Regions from separate parts of the Bos taurus genome. Here region 1 is linked to region 2. Evidence: chromatin contacts called from public Hi-C data. All regions are on one chromosome and are shown on one strand. The core of a region is the stretch at or near the end of the contact, and the rest is flanking DNA. Distances in the headings are between cores, read along the strand shown. Region 1 holds the start of LOC132342072 (2-oxoglutarate dehydrogenase complex component E1-like). Region 2 holds the start of PURB (purine rich element binding protein B).

Region 1 (3,723 bases), core at 491-2,990, 180 kb before region 2:
CTGATGTGTGTGTGTGTGTGTGTTCAGTCACTCAGTTGTATCCATCTCTTTGCAACCCTCTGGAATGCAGCCCACCAGGCTTCTCTGTCTATGGGATTTTTCAGGCAAGAATACCAGAATGGGTTACCATTTCCTCCTCCAGCGGATCTTTCTGACCCAGGGATAGAACCAGAGGCTCCTGAACTGCAGGAGCAATAAGCTCATTCTTTACTAATGAGCCTCAGGGAAGCCCCTTACTCCCTACTTAAAAAACAAAAGAAAAAAAAAAAAGCCCACCTCTACTTTGCCTTTCTCTTTTAGAAATGTGGGCTTCCCTGGTGGCTCAGCTGGTAAAGAATCAGCGTGCAATGCCGTAGACCTGGGTTTGATCCCTGGGTTGGGAAGATCCCCTGGAGAAGGGAAAGGCTACCCACGCCAGTATTCTGGCCTGGAGAATTCCATGGATTGTATAGTCCATGGGGTCCCAAAGAGTCAGACAGGACTGAGCGACTTTCACTTACTTCACTGAAGAAATTTTGCTACAAGTCTGTATCATACTTGCCAGCAGGTGGCAAAATCTGTCTGAATTTCGGCCCAGATTCAGACACCTGTGTCCTCTATGGAGCTTTCAAGGTCAGATCCCTATGACCAGATGACTGCCCTTTGTCACCCCAGTATCCCCGGCTATGCCACATGACACAGTCCTTGCCTTTAAATTGTGGGGAATAAACACGGAGGAACAATTCAAGACAGTGTGGAAAAGCCTTTCCCTCCTGTCAGTCATTTGGATGCCACCTTTCCATACTAGTATCTAGTTACTATAGTTTTAAAATGGACATTTTTATTACAAAAGAAAAATTTTAGCATTACAGTAAATCAGAAAACCTATTACTTGCCGTATATCTCAAAGATAACCTATCACAAATCAGGAAGACCAAGTAACTTCTACGTATATTATTGTCCACCAAAAGTTGTGAGCCTGTTTTATCTTGGTCAGAAAAGGGAAAGAAGAAAAAATGGAATTAAAGACACTTTAGCATTAAATGAGGCTTTTCCCTTGCTAATAAAGACTGAAGAACTGAAAGGACTTTCTCTGTATGTGATTGCTTACAACTTACCATATCTCAACAAAATTGAGATTTTTGTCCTCCACATTTTGAAAATAGTGCTCTATCTACGATTGAGGTGTCCTAGTAAAAGTGTTTTTGTTCTTTCCCTTTCTCAGCAGTAAGTAAAATAACATCTAAAAGCGGATGACCACTTGGTATTCGATGAAATGGCATAATAAACCATCCATGTACCAAGTGAAGACTCCCGCGAGCCCGTTGCCTACTTTGGGAAAACCTAGTGTCAGGGTTAGGACTTCCTGGTTCTCACTCCGTGGGTCACTGCCTGCGGCGCCTCAAGCGCGCACTGCCGACCAAGGTTTGTTTCTGACATCACATACCAGGTCAGTTCTCCATCAAAGGACTCCGGACAGCTTACTGCAGGAGACAGTACTTAGCAACATGCAGACCCCTTTCAGAACTGTCACGCAAGCCGGTCAGGACCCGACGTGCCAAAAGCAAGCTACAACCCCGGAGCTAACACTACCGCCCCAAGGCCGAGCCACCGGAGTTGTGGGCGCGACTCTGTGACGTCAAGACTCCGCTCACGAGGTTGGGGCGGCCCCTCTCGTCTTAGGGCGGGGCGGCGTGCTGACGCCACACGCTGAGGCGGGGCCGAGAGTTTGGTGCCCCGGAGTGGGGTGTCGGCGCCTCATTCGGGTGGAGCTGAGCCGGAGACAGGTAGGCTTGCGCGGCGGCTGGGTCTCGCCGGATTTGGGAGGCTCCGCGCCGGTCAGGCAGGCGGCGAGGGTCTTGGCATGGGGTAAGGCCGCCGCACCCTCGTTGTCGCCGCCGCCCCGGTGACAGGGAGTGGAGCTGGCTGGAGCGGGGCTGACGGGGGGAGGTGGGTGGGACGGAGCCTGACAGACGGACGTGGCAGCCAATGGTGCAGGGGGCGCCTCCTGGCGGGCGGAGATTGGCGGGTGCGGGCGAGCGCAGAGGTCGCGCGGGGCGCGGAGCGGCAAGCCATTGGCTGTGATGGGCAGAGGGGTGGGCTGCGCGGCGGATGTGAGGGAACGGGCGCAGCGGCAGGGGTGACCCCCAAGGTCGAGGAGGCGTCACGTGGGAGTCGTCAGGCTGTGTCCTCTCCCAGCCTGGACGGCTGGAAGGGTGGCGCGCCCTTGAAGAACCAGCTGTGAATTGTGGGCATTCGTTTTTCCCAGAGCGCGAAGACGCTGGTCGGCTTCTGTCCGGACTGACCCTTCGCCCCTGGGACGACCCTTTGAGGAACAGATTACTGTGCAGTACCCCTCTGTCTTGCAGTACTTCTCTGTCGTACTCATCCTTCCTGTGTTCCTTGGGGTGACGCCCTTGAGGAGCGGCTTAGCCCACAGTATCCTGTGTATTCAGTACCCCCATACCCATCCTCCCTGCGCTCTTCGGGGGTGAACCCTGAGTGAATTACCCTCCAGCACTTCGTACCTCCACTATCCTCAGTACCTTTACTGTACTCAGCACTCATCGTTTCTATTCTCTGTGCTCTTCAGGGTGACACTCTTAATGGACAGGTTTCTCTGCTGCATGCGCGCTCAGTGCCCAAATACTCAGGATCCCTCCATGCTTAGTACCCAGAGTACCCATCCTCCCTGTGAACTCTTTGGGGGCAACACCCTTAATGGGCAGACTAGCTTGCAGTACCCTACTGTAGTCAGTACGCTTCTTTCTTCCAGGGATATGGTAGTTCATGTTGAGATGAAGCGCGTTTCCTCGAGGAACACCCTTTTCCTTTCGCAAGGCTACCTGAGTCAGTGTAAGTTGTGTAACGAAGCTTGGTAGAAAACTGGTGGCGAGACACTGAGTATAGACAAGAACTTGCTCTCTCTGCCCTTCACCCATGACAGAGGAGAGGTGACTCAGACCTGAGGTGTGAACTCTCTTTTGTCCTGGGGTTTCTCTGCTTTGTTTTACCTGTACTTTGAAGCAGGAAGTAGAGGCTGACTCCCAGGTTTGGGCTCTGAGCAGCTTTAAAAGGATAAATGGCCTGGATGAAGTCTTGCTTGCACTGTAACAAGAGGTGCAGTAGTCAAACTGCAGTTTTTTTGTGCAAGATCCTCACGGTCTGAAAATGTATAGTACTTATTCTAGCTTTGCAAATTAGCTGATTTTGAAAGTTGAAGAAAGATTAGAGTATCCTGATAAAATTTTGAAGAGCATTTTCCACATTTCAAGTACCTTTTTTTTTCCTTAAACAGCTTTATTGAGATATAATTCATGTACCATACTGTTCATTCTTTCAAGTATACAATTCACTAGTTTGTAGTGTATTCATAGTAAGCAGCCATCACCAAAATTTAGTTACTTTTAAAGACTATCTTTAATTTCAGAAATACATTAATTTCTGTTGATTTCATTTGAATTTGAACACACAGCTTATTAAAAGTGCAATATTTACCATGCTATATGTGTATCTTGCATATATATCTATGTATATCAGATCTGCTTTTAATTAGCCTTACTCCTTACTGCCCCATTTGAGAAAAGTACTGTACCATCTTCTTTAAAATTTTTAGATAGTTTTACTTTGGAATAATTGTACAATTACTGAGAAATTTATTCTAGAATTTTGTAATTTTGAGAAATTGTACATGCAAATCAATTATATGCAATTATAACAAAAGTGCAGAGAGATCCCACTGTC
Region 2 (3,481 bases), core at 666-3,165:
GGCTCACACGGTGGAGCCACGGGTATCTGGCTCTCATTCATATCTAAGCCATGACCTCCATATTTGGAGATCGGGGAAGAACTTTAGTGAGCAGCAACCAATCCACTCAAACAGTTTTCCTTGTGCTTTATGCCTGATTTCTTATTGTGCCTACCTCAGCAACCCCCAATGTAAAACTGCTTTTATCTTTGAAAAAAATCTGCCAACTTCCAAAACATTATAGTAAGGGATTCTAGTTCAAGGATTGACATCTGAATCCATTTGCATCCCGGAAAATAATTCTGCAAAGACAAGACACGGGCCTTGGTCCAGGTTCTATGCAAAACCATTTAAAAATGGATCCAATTTGTTTCTGTCCCTGGTGGCTTCTTCAATTCTTATTTTGCCCTGTCTATGATTATGTAAAGTTGCATTCCTTTTCATGAAACTTGTACCCTCAGGACTGGGTAACTGCAAAGGCCTCTCTCTTCACAAGAATTCCATGAAGATCTAGATCCAAAACGCTGATTTCAATGGAGGTGAAGGGATAGACACTGCAACAATGAGGTCTAGAAAGATCTTTAGATCAAGTTACCCAAATATAACACAAATTGAGCTGTCATCAACGGGTCTGGGTAACTGATGAGGTGTTCCTTGGCCAGCGTGCAAGGATCTATCCCATCCAGGGTTATCCTGATGGATTTAGGAACCTTAGCTGGGAAGGAAGAGAAGCTGAGACTTCTGCTCAGGTGAGGAGACGCTGTTGTCCTCTCTTTGCAGATTACTGTCAATTCCTTGGAACTTTACTGCTTTTCTCTAATTGTCCTGACTGTTTTCTTACGGTTATTTCTCTTAATTAACTATATTATTTAAAATTTTGTTTTCCCCCTCCGGGGCCTCCCTTGCTTCCCCTCCACTAGCTCACTGGGGATGAACAGGAAGGGGAGTTCTCTAGCCAAGGAGACGGTGGTGGGGTGGGGAGGCCCGTAAGGGAGGAAGCCGCGAGTTTCAATCCTCATCCACCTCCTCTCCCTCTGACTCGTCCCCGCCGCGTCGCTCATAAAGCTTATCCCTCTGCCGCTCCTGGATCTCTTTCATCTCATCCGCATATCGGCAAAACGCGCCCCCGAACTTGCCCCAGGCCTTGAAAGGGACCGTGATGGCGTTGCGGTAGGACGGCTTCACCTCGCTCACGCGCAGGAACACTCCGTACTTGTTACAGCCCACGTCGAAGAAGAAACGCTTGGAGTCCACCGTGATGGAAGTGCCTTCTGGGAGCTCCCCGTACAGGCCGCCCCCAGGGCCTCCGGCGCCGCCGCCCGGGCCCCCCGCCAGCTCGTCATCCTCGCCGCCGTAGTCGTCGATGAGCTTGGCCAACGCGTCGCGGAACTCTATGAGGCCCTGCGCGGGCAGCGCAATGGTCTGGCCGCTCTGCAGGCCGCCGGGTCCCGGGCCACCGCCGCCGCGGTTGACCGTCTGGCGGATGCGCAGGAAGCGGCCGCGCTGGTTTTCCTTGAGGTCCAGGTAGTACTTGCGGTTCTCGCGTACCAGGAACTCGCTCTTGAGCGCGCGCCGCGGCCCACCGCCCTCCTCGGCGCCCGCCGCCGCTGCCACTTGCTCCGGGCTGCTGGGGCCCAGCTGCGCGTAATGCTCGATGAAGTCGCCCAGGTAGTCACGGAACTCGGCGGCCACCGCCATGGACAGCGTAAGGCGGCTCTTGGAGCCGCCCGCGCCCACTTCGGCGATCTTGAGAAAGCGGCCTTTGGCGTTCTGCTTCACATCTAGGTAGAACCGTTTGTTTTGGATGTCCAGCCGCTTCGAGGCCAGCTCCTGCGTCTCCTGCTCGCCGCCGCCGCGGGACGCGGGCTGGAAGCCGCCGGGCCCGCCACCGCCGCGCTCGCTGCCGCTGTCGCCGTCCGCCATCTTCTCGGCCGCCGCCGCCGCCGCCGCGCCCAGGCCGCCGCCCGCCGCCCGCCGCGCTCGCGCCCCTGCCCTCCGCCCTGCGGCTCGCTCTCCCGGGCCCCCCAGCCTCGCTCGCCGGCCCGCTCACGCGCTCCCGCTGTTCATCGCCGGCAGCCGCCGCCGCCGCCCCCCCATCGCCCCCGCGCCCCGCCCCGCCACTTCCGCCGGGCCAGCTTCCGGCGCGCGCCTCCGTGACGCCGCCCCGCCCCGCCCCCACGTTCCTGCTGCCGGAAACGCCGCGCGAGGCGGCGGCTGCGGGGCGCAGGGCAGTGACGTCACGGGTCCGCGGGGGTCTGGGGATCCTGGAGACCCAAACTGGGAAGGAACTCTGGAAGCTTACGGGCGACGGAAACAGTCTGCATCTTGTTTGTGGTGGTGGTTTTACAGATAGCCGAAAGTGATTCAAACTACGCTTTAAATAAATGCGGTTTATTCTAGGGAGATTATACCGGACTACAGTTATTATTTACGAGAGGAATTAAAGAGAGGAAGATGTTGGGGTACTCAAAACAAAACTAACCTAATAGGATTGCTGTATAAGAATCCGTGAGTGATATTTAGCATAATGACTGAGTTATAGTGAGTGCTCAATAAATACGTACTCTTAGTTCGTGGAATACTGTACATAGTGCCTGGAACATGCTTGGTAACATCATCATCACCGTCTCAGTGGCGTAAGATAAAATGATGGCCTGAACTAAGTAGTGGTAGTGGGGATGGAGTTTAGGAAAGGAGTTAATTTTTATAAAGCACGTACGTACAGGGACTGGTAACCGTTTTACACGTTAACTTGGAAGAATACTTGTTTCATGTGTTACATTGTGTGGAGAAACAGGAATGGATTTAAAAAGTGAACAGTGGGACTTCCTGGTGGTTTGGTGGCTGAGATTCCATGCTCCCAATATAGGGGGCTAGATCCCACATGTTTCAACCAAGAGTTCACTTGTGGTAACTAAAGATTTCAATGCTGCAACTAAGACCGGCAACAGCCAAAAAAAGTGAAAGTGAAAGTCGCTCAGTCTTGTCCTACTCTTTGCAACCCCATGGACTGTACAGTCCATAGAATTCTCCAGGCCAGAATACTGGAGTGGGTAGCTGTTCCCGTCGCCAGGAGATCTTCCCAACCCAGGGATTGAACCCAGGTCTCCCGCGTTGAAGGCGGCTTCTTTACCAATTGACCCACCAGGGAAGCCCAGCCTAATAAATAAATATTAAAAAAAAAAAAGTAAAATGTGTATCTTTTGATGGGGGGAGGCGTGTGCTAAGAGTCATTCTGCCTGGGTCTGAATCCCATACTAGTTGTGAGGTTTTGGGTACGTCAATTAACCTCTTAAGCCTTAGTTGCATAACTTGTTAAATAGGAATAATAGTAACTATCTTGTGGAGTTGCTATAAGAATTAAGTGAGATAATGCACATAAAGCACTTCACCTGGCACAGAAGAAGCACTCCCCAAGTTTTTCTTTTTCTTTTTTTGGATGTGTCATGAGGGATATTACTTCTCCAGCCTGTGTTCCCTATACTGGAAGTTCTGAGACCTA

The links. Hi-C and Micro-C count contacts between places; a contact is called where the count stands out from the background.
Region 1: a contact with region 2 is called in a Hi-C map of liver, with 2.5 times the contacts expected there. The contact joins the promoter of LOC132342072 here to the promoter of PURB in region 2. A contact is called at or near these places in 2 of 11 Hi-C or Micro-C datasets (blood and liver).

Annotation. Positions count from the first base shown.
Region 1 is chr4:76,842,673-76,846,395 of ARS-UCD2.0, reverse strand. It overlaps LOC132342072 (2-oxoglutarate dehydrogenase complex component E1-like), which reads left to right and starts at 1,740. Exons shown (of 24, transcript XM_059885919.1): 1 at 1,740-1,766.
Region 2 is chr4:76,664,394-76,667,874 of ARS-UCD2.0, reverse strand. It overlaps PURB (purine rich element binding protein B), which reads right to left and starts at 1,915. Exons shown (of 1, transcript NM_001206632.1): 1 at 1-1,915. The coding sequence starts at 1,902. The coding sequence ends at 988.